2 separate regions of the Zea mays genome follow, and region 2 is linked to region 1. A link is a contact called in public Hi-C data. All regions are on one chromosome and are shown on one strand. Each heading gives the region's core, a stretch centred on a gene start, on an enhancer-like site or on the middle of the called end of the contact. The rest is flanking DNA. Distances are from core to core; before and after follow the strand shown.

The links. A called contact is a pair of places that touch in the nucleus more often than the background predicts.
Region 2: a Hi-C map of tassel shows a contact between it and region 1, with 8 times the contacts expected there. The contact joins the promoter of LOC103640580 here to the promoter of LOC103640577 in region 1. A contact is called at or near these places in 9 of 25 Hi-C or Micro-C datasets (bundle sheath, ear, endosperm and 3 more).

The regions. Positions count from the first base shown.
Region 1 is chr1:174,893,679-174,900,543 of Zm-B73-REFERENCE-NAM-5.0, forward strand. It overlaps LOC103640577 (serine/threonine-protein kinase Nek2), which reads right to left and starts at 3,203. Exons shown (of 15, transcript XM_008663711.3): 1 at 2,798-3,203; 2 at 1,968-2,116; 3 at 1,765-1,831; 4 at 1,434-1,499; 5 at 1,284-1,330; 6 at 1,156-1,201; 7 at 982-1,062; 8 at 838-880; 9 at 697-746; 10 at 536-617; 11 at 387-436; 12 at 1-51. The coding sequence starts at 2,053.
Region 2 is chr1:175,114,272-175,121,786 of Zm-B73-REFERENCE-NAM-5.0, forward strand. LOC103640580 (protein NETWORKED 1A) reads right to left here and starts at 1,544. Exons shown (of 6, transcript XM_008663729.4): 1 at 1,185-1,544.

The DNA.
Region 1 (6,865 bases), core at 1,953-4,452:
CAACGGCGATACTATCGACTTTGTGATCTTGCTAATGAGGGCTTGCATGTCCTGCCAAAAAAAAACAGAGTTGCGTGATTATCAGGACAGAGATAGTAGTCCAACTATATATATTTGTAATTACGAATATCTAAAAACGACTAAACGCCAGCATACACACAATGCAGTGGGTGTCTAGCAAGAGCAATATGTCCATGAGAATTCCTGATTTACTAACGTAAACGGCATAAACATCCGAAACAAGGAAGACAACCGCCTAACCTCGCCAGCATATGGAGTGTTAAGTATAAAAGTAGGGGTGATGCTTTTAGCTGAACCATCAAATTGCACCAACATAAAAACTAGTTAAATAAAATTTCCAAGAAGATAGTAATCCAAGGACTTACAAAGGCTTTAAATGCTGGTCTGAGAGCTGCCATTTCATAAATACAACATCCTGTAAAAAAGAAAATTTCAGGTATTAGATCGCAGGCTTGTACTATCTAGGTGCAGAAACATGGTTTATGTAAACGCTAAACACTGAAGTGATACGCACCTAGAGACCAAATATCAGATTTAGTACCATACGGTATGTCGGCAAGAAGTTCTGGGCACATGTAGCTTGGTGTTCCTACCACCTTTGTTGGAGCAAAACCAGTAATAAGCAACACCATCAAATAAATGCGTGACAACTCAAAAGGTTTCAAGCATACTTACAGAGGATGCAAGATCATCCGAAGTCAATATTTTCGCAAGACCAAAGTCACCTGCATTTGTACAGATTCAGAATGGATCGTCACTGGGATTGCTGAACTCATACATAAAGTACAGTGCTTTTCCTGAGATTAAGTCGCTTACCAAGGCGTATGCTTTGATCTCTGGCAATAAATATATTGGAGCACTGAAACAAACCGAGAAGTGTTAATTACACGCCTTAGAAAGAGAGGGGGGGATAGCACATTAGCACCATGTACTCCAAACCAATCAATCGACGCTACTGACCTTCACATCCCGATGAAGAATGTGATTTGCGTGCAGATAATCGAGAGCCATGAGAAGTTGCACAAGCCACTTGCAAAGTTTCTAGAAATGAAAAAAAAGAAACAGTCTTGGGTGAATCCTTTGTTGAAGCAGAGAAACTGAAGGCAATAGTGAAAACAAGGCCAAGAACTGCACCTCCTCCGAGAAATGGTTTCCATTGACTTTTTTGATAGCTTCAGCCCTGAACCAAATACAGGTTGTGTTAGCCAGGAAGTAAAGGTTTGTGAACAAAACAAACTACTTAACCTTGAAGAAACACATACATGTCTCCTCCCTCGCAGTAACCGATGACAATGCAAACGTAGCAACCCTGAAATTTTTGAAGCGGATGAGACGCACATAACAGGAAAATGTTTTCGCCCAATTACTTAAAACAGTGCCGCTTAACAAGTCCATTTGGCTCCTTTGCCTACCTTTTCCACCCATGAATCTTTGTACTCCACAATGAACGGATTCCGGACCGTCGCGATGAGCTGCATCTGCAAGAAAATTTCCACAAGACTCGTATCAGATCAGTTCATGACTTGCTAAACTAGGCACGCCATCATCATTACGAGGGTATGGATACGGTGATTTGCCTAGCTTAGCAACTATTAACTATCAGCACCGCTAACCATTCTATACCAAGAAGAATGGCATCAAAACCCAAGCCTGGTGAAAAAAAAGGGCCTTTCATTCCTAGGAATCCTGCCGATGTACCAAACGCCGGAAAAAGGTGGCATGGATGAAGCTGAAGATGCTAACCTCCTGGTGGGCAGACCGGCGTGTGCGGTCGGTCTGCCGCGCGAGCCGTATCTTCTTGAGCACATACCTGCGAGACAGATTCAGCGCGGTGAAAACTACTGAACAAAAGCTCAGCCTGTATATTAAAAAATAGTACTATCTCCTGTAAACCGCGACAAATAAAAAAAAAGAACGGAGTAATAAACAGAGCAGGTGAGCCTCACTTCTTCTTCTCGGCCTTGTGCCTCACCAAGAGTGCAGAACCAAATGCTCCTTTCCCAATCTGCTCCAGCACCTCATACTGATCCATCCTCTCGGGGTCTGCAGCTCACACACAGACACAACAAGCTTTTCTCCTTTCCTTTCTACTGTCCTGGAGAAGAACAAACACACTGTTGAGAAATTGGTGAAGCTGAACTAACAAGCAAACAGCATCCATTAAGCCCTGGTTCCGGTACAAATTCCAGTAAAAAACTACTACTCTGCGGGGGAAATGAAATGGGGAAGGTGCGGGGTTTCGGAAACGAAAGGGAAGGAAGGAAAACGCAAGAAAGGACAAGCGGCCTGAAATTACGGATGCCAAAGCGCTCGGTGACAAAACCTGCCGACAAGCCCCTAAACCCGCTTATGAAGACCGAAGGGGGGGGGGGGGGGGGGGGGGGTGGCTAGAGAGAAGAATGAGCTGCGAGCCGAGATGTCGGCGTCAGGAGCGCGTCGTGGTAGAAGGGGAGGGGAGGAAATCGGCCCCAGCTCCTACCAACCCCTCACTGGAAGAATACGCTGACAGTGGGAGTGATTGGCTGAATCCGAAATGCCAGCTCCAGTGTGCAGCGTCGAGAAATGTTCGGAATGTATGATCTCCGAATCCAAGCAGCTTTTCTTTTCTTTTGTTGGCAGAGCGGGAGTCACCAGCTCCAAAAACGCACACACCTAAGCCACTCGAGGGCGAGCGAGGTAGAGTAGCATTGCGATTTCCAGAGCCTGGAACTGAAGCGGTGGAGCCTGAGCCAGGAGCTCCGGCCCACTTGCAAGTTGCAAGAGCGAGCGAGCTCACCTGAGCCACCAGAGAGATCCGGGACGAAGCGCTCCGTGGCCCGGAGCTCGGAGGGCGGCTCCGGCGGGGGGGACGGCGTCACGCGCGAAGATCTCGCGGCATTTGGTCCTAGACCAGATAGACGCGGCGTCGGCGGCGGGAAGCGCGAGGGGACGAGGCGAGAAAAGTGGGGTGGGGTGGGTTCAAACTCGCCGGGAGCTCCCTTTCCAATCCAATCCAGTCCAGTCCCGCCCTATATAGCCTCCCAAAGGCAATGGGGATGAGGGGGAGGGAGGGAGAAGCCTGCCGTGGAGATAGAAAAGGAGAGCACGGCGGCTAGAGAGAGAGAAGGGTGGGAAAGGAGGAAGGGAGGGAGGGGAGGGAGCGAGGATGCCGTGATGGCTCTGCTCTGACTGAAGAAGAGTGATGAGTGAGGAGAGAGAGAGAGACGGGGTTGTGTGGGGCCCACATGATGTGGTCAAATTGGTCCTTTTTCTTTTATCATATTCTCTCTTTCTTTCTCATTCTCGTTTTTTTTTCCTGCTGTTGCTTTTGGATTTGCATCCGATTTGATGTGAGAACAAAAAGAGTCCATCAGATGAATATACTAAACGAGCTAATGCGCGCTACGGAGAGCATGATTGTATCGCTAATCACATGAGTATCATCTGCTTCAGAGAAGCCCTAGTGTTAGATAGATAATGCTAGAAACTGGAAAGTGACAAGTTATTTAGCCGACCTATATATCGCTCCTTGTTTGAATTCTTGCAGGAATGTACTTATTTTTTTGTGACATTTAATATACTCATTACTTAGTGTTAGATATATAGAAAAGTTGCTGAAGATTGAAAAGATATAAAAATAATTTTTATATCAATGACTCGAAATAGAGTGAAATTTAGACAGGCTTTTCGAGATGCCCTAACCTTTGTTTTTTTATAGATGCTAGTACTTAGTGTAGGCTGCATACTTATATAACTAAATAAATAAATAGATAGTGCGGGCCTCACGCTTTATAATAAGCTGCATACTATACACCGTACCACTTGTTTTTTTAAAAAAAAAAGAAGAGTTGTTTAATGACGTATACATGACACACCACTACTATTTGAAAATCACCAAGGAAAAAGGGAGGCAGCACTCGGTTCAACTATTCCACTAGCTCTGTGCATGCATGCATGCTAATTTATTACTAACTTGTGATTGTGAAGTGACTTCTTTTTGTTAAGAAATATATATATTTGATTAAAGAGCAGTTTACAAGAGTGAGTGGCAAATGCAAACCTTTCAAGCTGCACAGTACATACATATATACATGTCTTTTCTTTCTTTTGGCACGCAACTTACTGATTGTTATACGAATGGTTTTACGAGCGACCCAACAAGCTATACAAAAAAAAGGTTAGATTTTTTTAAAAAAAATCATATCTTTCTTATGTGATATGTGTATTATATATCCACTTTAATATTAAATTTATGGTTTTGAGCATTTTTTGTGGATATGGTTCATCACCACACTGGTTTAGTGGGCCCATCGCAACGGACATTGTACTAGTAATACTATAATTAACGATGTCTATATCTGTAAGAGCATCTCCAACAAGGTGACTCAAAATAATACCCTAAAAATTAAAATACTACATCATTTAAAGTGTTTAGGGCACTAAAACACAAATTGCGCTCCAACAATTAAGCTCTAAATCATGTACTTTTAAAAGTGAATTACATTACTGGGAAAGAAAATGTTGGGAGTGATGTAGAAAACAAATATATGGCATAGTCTGGGGTGGTGTAGTATATTTAGGTCACTTAATAGAGTGCCCTACATTTTTTTAGAAAAAGTTTATAAAATAGAACACTGCTGAAGTTGTTTTTATGAGTTGAGCTTTATATTTTAAGATATGACATTGATTTAAGACACTGTTGAAGATTCTCCAAATCTATTTTAGGGCTTGTTCGGTTAGCTCTCGATCCATGTGGATTGAGTGGGATTGGAGGGTTTGAATCTCAAACAAGTCAAACTTTTTTTAGTTTTTTTTCAATCACATTCAATCCATATGTATTGGAAATAACCGAACAAGACCTTAATATATGTCTACATATCTTAAATACTTGTTTGAAAGCAAGAATAATGAAGGATGCTCAGGGGCTAAAATCTCTCACTCTTTAAAATAGCGATGGATTCTTGTCCCCTCGGTCCTCTCCGTTACTCTGTCTCCCAAACATAGCATAAATGTCCATAAAAGATTTCTACAGGGTAAATATATAGAAGCTGCTTCGTAAGCATGTTTCTTTGCAGCCGAATCTGTGTGTTCGTGGGTGCTTGTTTTCGAGATTACAGCAGGCAGGAAGGGTGGTTAAGTCGCTGTCACCCTGGAAATTTGCCCTGAAAAGAGAGCATCCTGGAAAATGACCTGGTGTTCAACCAGGAACAGGCTAACCTCCAACGCTTGACGCGTCGTCGTCATCCCTCATATGAAACCGAAAAAAAACGCTTTCGCACGCACCGAATTGTATTGCATAAAGTTGGCTAAGCATTAGATTATCCCATGCTAGCTTTTTTTAGATAAATAAATATAATTCCTGCCTACGTGTTTCCAAGTACGCATTTAATTATTACATATTACAAACCAACAAACCTGGCAACAACCACATGTCGTATTTAGCACTTAAACTCTTCTACAACCAATATAACTTTATATAAAAAAACTAACAAACTACGATAGTATCTACAGTTATATCGATATCCAGATCTAATGGACTAAGAGACTCGCTTGTACATTTACACCTAATAATTACTTGTATACTAGTCATTGCCTACCAACCTAGTAGCTGATGATACATAAAACAAAGCAAAATAAATTATTAAGTAAAAAATCTATACTAGTCTATTAATAACCTAATGTTGGCGCTTGATGCTAACAAGGCTTCACCTTCCGTGCTGACACTATGAGCCCATCCCACAAGCTCCGCCTTAATGCAGAGCGAGCACTCGAACCCACGCTCCCTGCTTTAGAAATTTGGGGCTAACCAACAGACCACACGTACTTTAGGGTTTAGAAATAAACAACAATTATATTTGAATAAATATCTCAATACCTGTTTATTTGATATATAACAACCATAGCAAAAGCAGGCTAGTATAATTTAATTTCTATTCGTATCCTACGTAGGCCTTCTGTTGAACACCAGAAGTGGTCGAACGGTCCGGCCCTAGAGCCTCGACGATCTGCGCTCCTGCGACCAGATAAACACGAGCGAGAGTACTTGCACTTGCATGGTTATTCTAACATATTCATGGGAATTTATTGGATCTTGCCTAGGAACAGGTCAAGACCTCCTCCCCTATAAATATAAAGGGGTATGGCTGATTGAGAACCCCTGAACACATTCCAGTCAAACCAATCTATTTATCTGCATTTATCTTTCATTCCTTAGGAGTAGACATATCGCAACCTTTCCATCTCTCTTCGACTCGACGTCGACCAAAGACACCTCGGGTGGCCTGTCGATCCGGGAGCACGCATTGGAACTCTCCTCCTCGACGGGATCTCTCCCAAGGGCGAGTTCTAGGGTTCTTCGCAAAGAAGAAGACCCTCTGCGCCATCGCGGACCGTCTAGCCCAGAGCGTGGACCGTTCGTTCAGCATGCAGAGAAGAGCTGCTCCTGCAGCAGTGTCCCGGACTGCCCGCGCTGCCACTGGGAGGACCTCCAGGCGGCCCGATGACCTATTGCAGACCTACTGGGACCTCACAGAGCCGAACCTAAGATCCTTCTCATCACGAGGAGGCCCTATGGTTCGTTGTTGTTTGGCCGATATAGAGGTCGGGTCAAAGACCGCATTGCAGAGAGTGTTATTTGTCGTACATTTTATTTACCACCTTGCTCCCTAAGGTCCTGACTACCAGTGGGCGAGACCTACGGATCATCCCAAGGTCTGAACTCTCTATGAGGGCGATCTAGGGATCGTTAGTGTTTGATCCAAAAGGCATCAACACACTTTTTGGCAACTCCGATGGGGACAACTGTGTTTTAGATTTATTAAAATGAGCTACAATGGCCAATCCTAAAGATCTCGGTGATGTTACC
Region 2 (7,515 bases), core at 294-2,793, 220 kb after region 1:
TAGTTTTCACAAGATTCTGGTGTTATGATTCGACGGTTTGAGGAGAAGCAGTTGCTAAATCCAGATGCAAAATAACGCCTGAGCATCCCGAAAATGTGGAGAAAATTACCTCAAGAACAGAAAGAAAGAAAAAACTACCCAAGTTTTGCCACCACAAAGACCCAAAGTTTTATTGGGGAAAAAATACTTCCAGGGGAAGAATCAGAACCCTACCCTCAAAAACAGCTCGAATATTGTACCATCTTGCTACACAAAGGCACAGAAACAAGGTCAGTGCAGAACGGAAGCAACCTCCATTAGTGCGAACGGAGCATCAGACAATGGTTAAAGAATTGGTAAAGGAAAAAAGAAAGGGCAAAGGAGGGCAGTGAAAAGAAGCCCCCCAACTAACGCAATAAAGACGAGAGAACGCCCATGGCCCAACCACCCAAGGCCTGAGATCGCCTCCCCGAAAGAAGAACACCACGGGTCAGAAATCCGCACCTGCAGTAAGTGCTGGAGGAAATCATGAACACGGGCAGCATTTCATGAACTGGATGCTGCTTGGTGGAGACTGGAGACGGGCTCCAATGAGGATGATAATAATAATAAGAAGAAAGGACGAACGAGTTCTAAATCCTACTAAGGCAGGGGCGCCATCTGCTGCTGCCAACGAGGACGATACGAATATGGACGCAAGGGAAGGAAAGCAGAAATCAAGGCATTTTCCTACAACATAGTGGGGTTCACCGGGCGAAATCTGTGGGGGCGAAATGGGGTCCAGAACAGAAACTACCAAAAAAAAAAAGGAAGCACGAACTCGTCGCGTTTCTCCTTCCCAAAGAACAAGAAGCGCAACGGGAAGGAAAGGAAAATCCTGACGCATTCCCCCATCTCCCCTGAAGAAGAGCAGTGGGCAGAACCAGAACCAAATCCATGGCCAAACTTGTGCAGCAGAACGAAGGGCCAATGCAGAGATCGGCGGCCGGCCCTGGTCAAGGGCCACGAGAACGGCAAACAGTAGCGAGACGCGCGCACGCACGCAGAGGAACGAGAATCTTTCCACGCCCAAGATAAACGCAGTCGTCGCAGAAACGAAAAGAGGTGGCGGCTCTTCGTCCCCCGGCGGCCCGGCCTAGGATGCAGGACGGGGATTGCCGTTGCGTGAGTGACTCCCACACGAATCGAAGAAGAGACGGACTTACGATGCAGGGCGGAGGAGGGGAGGGTCTTGGCCAGCTGCAGCCCCGAGACGGAGAGAGATCCAGCTCCGGCTGCTCCTTCCTCACCCCTCACACTCACACTAGCTAGCCCTAAACCTCCATCATCATTCTCACCACCACCACATTAGCACCGCACCATCTCGTATCACGAACAGAGGGACAGAGAGAGAGAGAGGCTGTCACTCACTCCTGGGCAGAGAGAGAGAGAGAGAGAGAGATGAAGCAGCTGCAATCATGGGACGCAGCAGGAGCAGTGTGGTGTACTGGTGTGTGTGTGGGGAGGACTGATGGGGGTATTAATTGTTTAATTGTTTTTATTAATAATTGGAAAAAGGTAAAGGACAAAGATTAAGGCGCATCAATTTGATATTTTTATTAGGCGAGTACACTTAAACACTCTGTTGATTGTTCTGCGAGAAAGAGCAGGTGCGTGAATCACAGTCGCTTTGCTGATTTCACTGTGTTACTCTTACTCTTTTTTTTTACTGTGTTACTCCTGGTTTTATTTTATGCTTGCGCGGCTGGTCCGGCTAGTGTGATTTTCATCTGTCTCTGCGGCTGGGCCAGGGAGGTTACTGTAAATTTCGTTTCTTTTCTTTTTACCGTCGCGGTTTACTGTCAGTTGTGAGCTGTTAACGTTGGGATAGTAATTAGTTGCTGTTTTGACTGTTTCGTTTATTTCCTTCGGCGAAGACAAGGAGGAAACGGTCAAGAAGAAACGGTAGACGGTTAAATGTGGGATTATTACTGGGGTAGCATAGCAGTGGACGGTGATTTTGTCAACACTCAACACAGCGGGGGTTTTTCTTTTTCTTTTTGGTGATGGTATTGTCAGATATTCTGGTCATCTCCTTGACCTGTTCACGTGCACGATCCCCTGATTTATGAACGACGAATCTTGTTCCGAGGATATCAAATGCCTTTCACTACTCTTTTCATCTTTATTTTATTTTTTAGAGAGACAAAGCATCTTAAGTTTAATTAAATTTATATAACAATCATGTCATTTATAGTGTGGGCTACTTTGGGAACCCTATTTTCCTAAGGAAATTTCTATCTTTCCAAGAGAAACTAGTTTATTTTTCCCTGTGAAATTAAAATCCCTTAGAAAAATGGAATCCCAAACTAGTCCTAAGTATTGTTATATCATTCCTTAATTATATTTTTATAGTGTATCTATTTGATACCATAAGTATTTATATTTTTTACGTAGCTTAGCTAAATTTAAGGTGGTTTTACCCTTAAAGAAATTAGAATAGTTTGTAACTTAGAGCGGAAGGAAGGAGTGTGTTAGTACATGCATGCTTCTATATTATACTCTCTCTGTCACAATTTATAATTTGTTTAACTTTTTTTGTGTCAAGTTTAACCGCCTCGCCTTATTCAAAAATTTTGCAAAAAAAATTGAAAAAAAAAATCAAAGCCATACTTAGAGTATATTTCATAGCAGACGATATCGCTGTAAAAAATAATAATAATTAAGATTTTTTTAATAAGATAAGTCGGTCAAACTTATGATAAAAAAGTCAAACGGATTATAAATTGGAATCGGAATAGGAGGGAGGAAGTAAAGTACATGCACATTGGCATTGCCATATCCACGAACCATGCCATGAGTGCTCAGATCCCATACACAAGTACCAGTAGCAATTTCCAGGCTGTAGTTAGCCACTGTGGGAGAGAGGATTGCGCACCAAACCACCAGCTCTAATCATCGTCTAAAGCAGGCGGGAGGGCGTTTGTTTGTGCTAAGCATGTGGAGGCAGTACTAGTGCGACCGATAGCTAGGACTAGGAGGATGCATGCGTGGAGCTGTGTGCCCACTGAATGGTTGTTTATATGTGTACATTGGTTGGTCGTCGTGCTGTCTTCGCCTTCTTTTTTCTGCTCACTTGGAGCCATAGTTGATGCATGGTTGCTGTCTGCCTTTGTATTATTTTTTTCCTTTTCCATCCAAAAAAAAAGGGCCAGCTTGTAGGCTTCAAAAGATAGAAGGGTACCATGAATATTCAAGTCTCCAACTGCACTGCTTAGTTAAGATGATCGAGTGTGGTACCATGAATATTCCGAGCAAGCAAGGACCAATGCCATTACTTTGGTTTTATGTAGCTAGCTAGTGTGCTATATTTTCTCTGCTAATAATCAAGATGTTATCACCGTTCCTAGGCTCCTAGCTAAGGACTAATTTGCAACCACATTTTCCCAAAAGTAAATTAGTCTATTTTTCTCTTGAAAAAATCGAAATCCCTAGAAAAACGGTGTTAGCCCTGATATAGACAAAAAACGGACGGAGTAACAACGACTGTCGTCTATATATTTTAGTAACAATGTTACCTCATTTAATTTTGGCTACCATTACCACAGATCTAATCATTCAGAGAGCTAGCATTAAGAGGGTATGTTTGGTTCCTTTAGTCATCCTAAACACTAAACTTTAGGGGCTAAATTTTGGCCTCTAGAAAAATCCTATCTGAAAACCTATTTTAATCACCCCATTTGATATTTTAGGGACTAAAAGCGATAAAGTTTATGAGGCGTAAACCAGACACCCCTAACCGACCACACACAACACAATTAAAATCAGTGTATAACAACCATTTACAAGTTCTTTCTCCGGATATAATATAAGTACGTATAAACTTGTTCCAAGTCAAACTTTTTTTTATAACTCCATAATTTTCATATAGAGAGATTCACAGAACAAGGTTGACATGATTACATTCATCGTCATTAAGAACATAGTACTTTTAAAATCTTATAACACGCAACTGTTTTTATATGTTGTATTAGATATTTCTATCGATTGTTTTTTTTTAAAAAAAAGCATTGGCGGGAAAACAATGGACGACTGCATGCGTGTGTATTGCACCTAAAGATTTTTCAAGATTTTTACGATTTGTGTTTTGATTCGTTACCTCCGTAATGTTAGACTATGCTACATGCATATGTACATTGGCCCCCTAAATCTGGTATTAATTAGTATAAGCAAATAAGGTTTGTTGTGATACACACGCAAAATACGAAAAGACAGTTGAGGTGGCAGGGAGGTTCGCATAACGAAGAAGCCTCCACCTCCAGTCGATCTCATGCATCGATGGTGACTGATCCGATGATGATGAGTCTGTGTAGGTATTGATCGATAGAGACACTGTTCCCAGATTCTACGATTAAATTAAACACTGTCCGGACGGTACGTACGCATTCTTCTTGTTGTTGTAGGCTAGTGGAATATTATGAGGAACATGTTTCATCTATTATTATCAATTGATGGCATAGCTGATTTTTTTTTTTCGATTCATAGCTTTATGCAAAGCTAATATAATAAATAAAAGGGATAAAGAGCTAGCCATGTACGCATTCTTTGCTCGGAATGAGTCGTGCAGATCATGACGCACTTTAGACCTTTGCAGATCGTCTCAAAAGTGTGTGAAAAAAAAGAAGATGGTGTGGTGTATTATGTTACTGCAAATTGGATATATGGTATGATGAGTGTGCGTAGGCGAGTTAGGTCGATATCACCGAGAGGGAAATATCGTTGGTTATTTTGCAAGTAAAAATGCGTAATATATATATCACGGTGAGTAAAATCCGTCGTCCGTCCGTAGCGCGGGTAGATTTCGAGGATCAACCAACAAACCACATTGGGTAATATACTGGACACGTGTTCAGCCAGTCCTCGACTGTGCTGACAACATAGACTGTTCGGCCACTGTCCTTACGCGTAGTTTTTCGAGGATCAACCAAACGTGAGTAGTGCACCCTGTGAGCATCCCCACGTCTTGGACACGTGTCCAGTCAGTCCTCGACCATACCGACAACATAGTTTGATCGATCATGTCCTAGCTTACGCGTGTGCGTGTCACATGTGTCAACCACCACGACTTATACAATTAGTTTTTTTTCTTCTCGGAAATAAAATGCGTTTATTGTTTAGGAAAAGCCTACCATATATAGCCGTCACTTTTCACCCACTTTTCACTTGGGACAAAAGAGGAGGGTAAAGATTTGCTTGCAAAAGGGACTGTCGGCGGCTTGACCTTGTTGCCTGGAGCTACTCATCACTACATACCTAGCTATAGCTAGCTACCGTTTCTTTGGCACCCCGTCAAAATCAGGAAAAAAAACGGAGTGAAAGGGAGTCCGAAAAAAGAGAGAGCAGTACCGTTCCCTTTCAATTCGCCATCTTTAGCCTCTGCGTTTCTATAATTTTGGTTAGAATTAACATAGTTTGATTTCTTCTATTTTAGAAACAAGCTGGTTAAATTTAACGTAGTTTGATTTCTTTTATATATATATATATATATATATATATATATATATATATATATATATATATATATATATAGGGTAGGTATAACGGGAGCCCTGGGCTTCCAATAGTTAAAGGAAGTCCAGGCCGACCACCCCTTCAAACTGGTTCAACCAGCGCGCCCAAACAGGCTGTCGGGTGCGCCACCTGCCCCACGTCTGTTAGCGCAAAAAAAGGAATGCATGCATGAGTCAAACACGATCCAATGCATGCGCATAAATTTAGAAAAGATATATGCGGCAGTTTCTGTTTTTAAAATCCTTTATTTCCTCCATAAATTTAGGATCGCTGCAACAGCCATGCAGCTAGACACGTAAGGACCATTTTATGCTATATACTGAGACTAAATATGATATACTGTGTTAATAATTATGCAATTCGATACACTGCGTAAAAATCTGTTACCAGCTGCATGCACACGAATTTATGATAAAAAAATGTGCAATGAAAGGAAATGAATTACACGCATAGAAACAAAAAAAATCGTATTTAATGTTTTATTTCCTTCATAAATATAAGGTCCCTCCAACAGCCATGCAGCTAAAACACATTAAATCTAGTTTATGACATATACTGATACAAATTATACTATATGGTGTAGGTATTTATGCAATTCGTTACACTGCGTAAAAAATCTGGCATATTGTTCACTGGTGGACGCACCTCCGGGTTGGAGCGTAATAACCTTAAGTTTTGAACATAAAATCCCTCAATTATAAGCGTATATACCGAGCCAATGTGAGAGGTTGATAGCTCTAGTAGGTTGTTATTACGATCCTATTTTTATGGCAGATCCGAAAAACATGGCAGTCGCATGCATGCGGTTATACAGATCCTAAAATTATGGCAAAATGCATGCATGAGTCAATCACGTTCCCTTGCATGCGCGTAAATTCAGGAAAAATATGTGTGGCGGTTTCTATTTTAAATGCTTTATTTCCTCCATAAATTTAGGATCGCTGAAACAGACATGCAACTAAAACTCGTAATGACCATTTTATGCTATATACTGATACTAAATATGCTACACTGTGTAGATAATTATGCAATTCGGTATACTGCGTAAAAATCTGCTACAGGCTGCATGCACACGAATTTATGATGGAAAGAATATGCAATGAAAGGAAATGAATTGCATGCATAGAAACAAAAAAAATCACATTTAATGTTTTATTTCCTTCATAAATATAGGATCCCTCCAACAGCCATGCAACTAAACGCAATAGAACTAGTTTATGATGTATACTGAAACAAATTATACTACACGGTGTAGGTATTTATGCAATTTCTTAGACTGCGTAAAAAATCTGGCATGTTGTTCACTGGTGGACGCATCTCCGGGTGGAGCGTAAAAACCTTAAGTTTTGAGCATAAAATCCCTCAATTATAAGCGTAAATACCGAGTCAATTAGAGGTTGATAGCTTTAGTAGGTTGTTATTACGATCCTATTTTTATGACAGATCCGAAAAACATGGCAGCCGCATGCATGCGGTTTCTATTTTTATACAGATCCAAAAATTATGGCAAAATCGTGGGAGTTTCCATTGCATGCGCGCAAATTAAGAACAGCATAAATCAAGTAATTTCCTTTCAAATGTGCATGCAGTAAACTGATATACGAACTCTGTGTTAAAGCATAAAAACATACAGTTTTTAGCATAAATAATACATGTGGTAGGCATAAAACACAATAAACGAAAAGAAAAATGCGCCGGATCAGAGGATGTCACGCGCGATCATCGCTGCGCGCATCTCGCCCCTTCCGTGACGTCGCTCGCTCGAACATCGCGCCTCATGCGTCGCCGTCGCTACTCGCACGTCGACGGACGTCGCTTGCTCGCCGGCCTTGGAAGTGCCGCCTCCTCGGGGCTTCGGGGACGCCGCCGCTTGCCTGCACAAGGGCCTCGCTGCGGATCGAGGAACCTCCGCCACCGCGCGTCGAGGTAATGGAGTTGCGGCCACCGGCCTGGGAATCGCCGCCACCGCACAAGGACGCTGTCGCC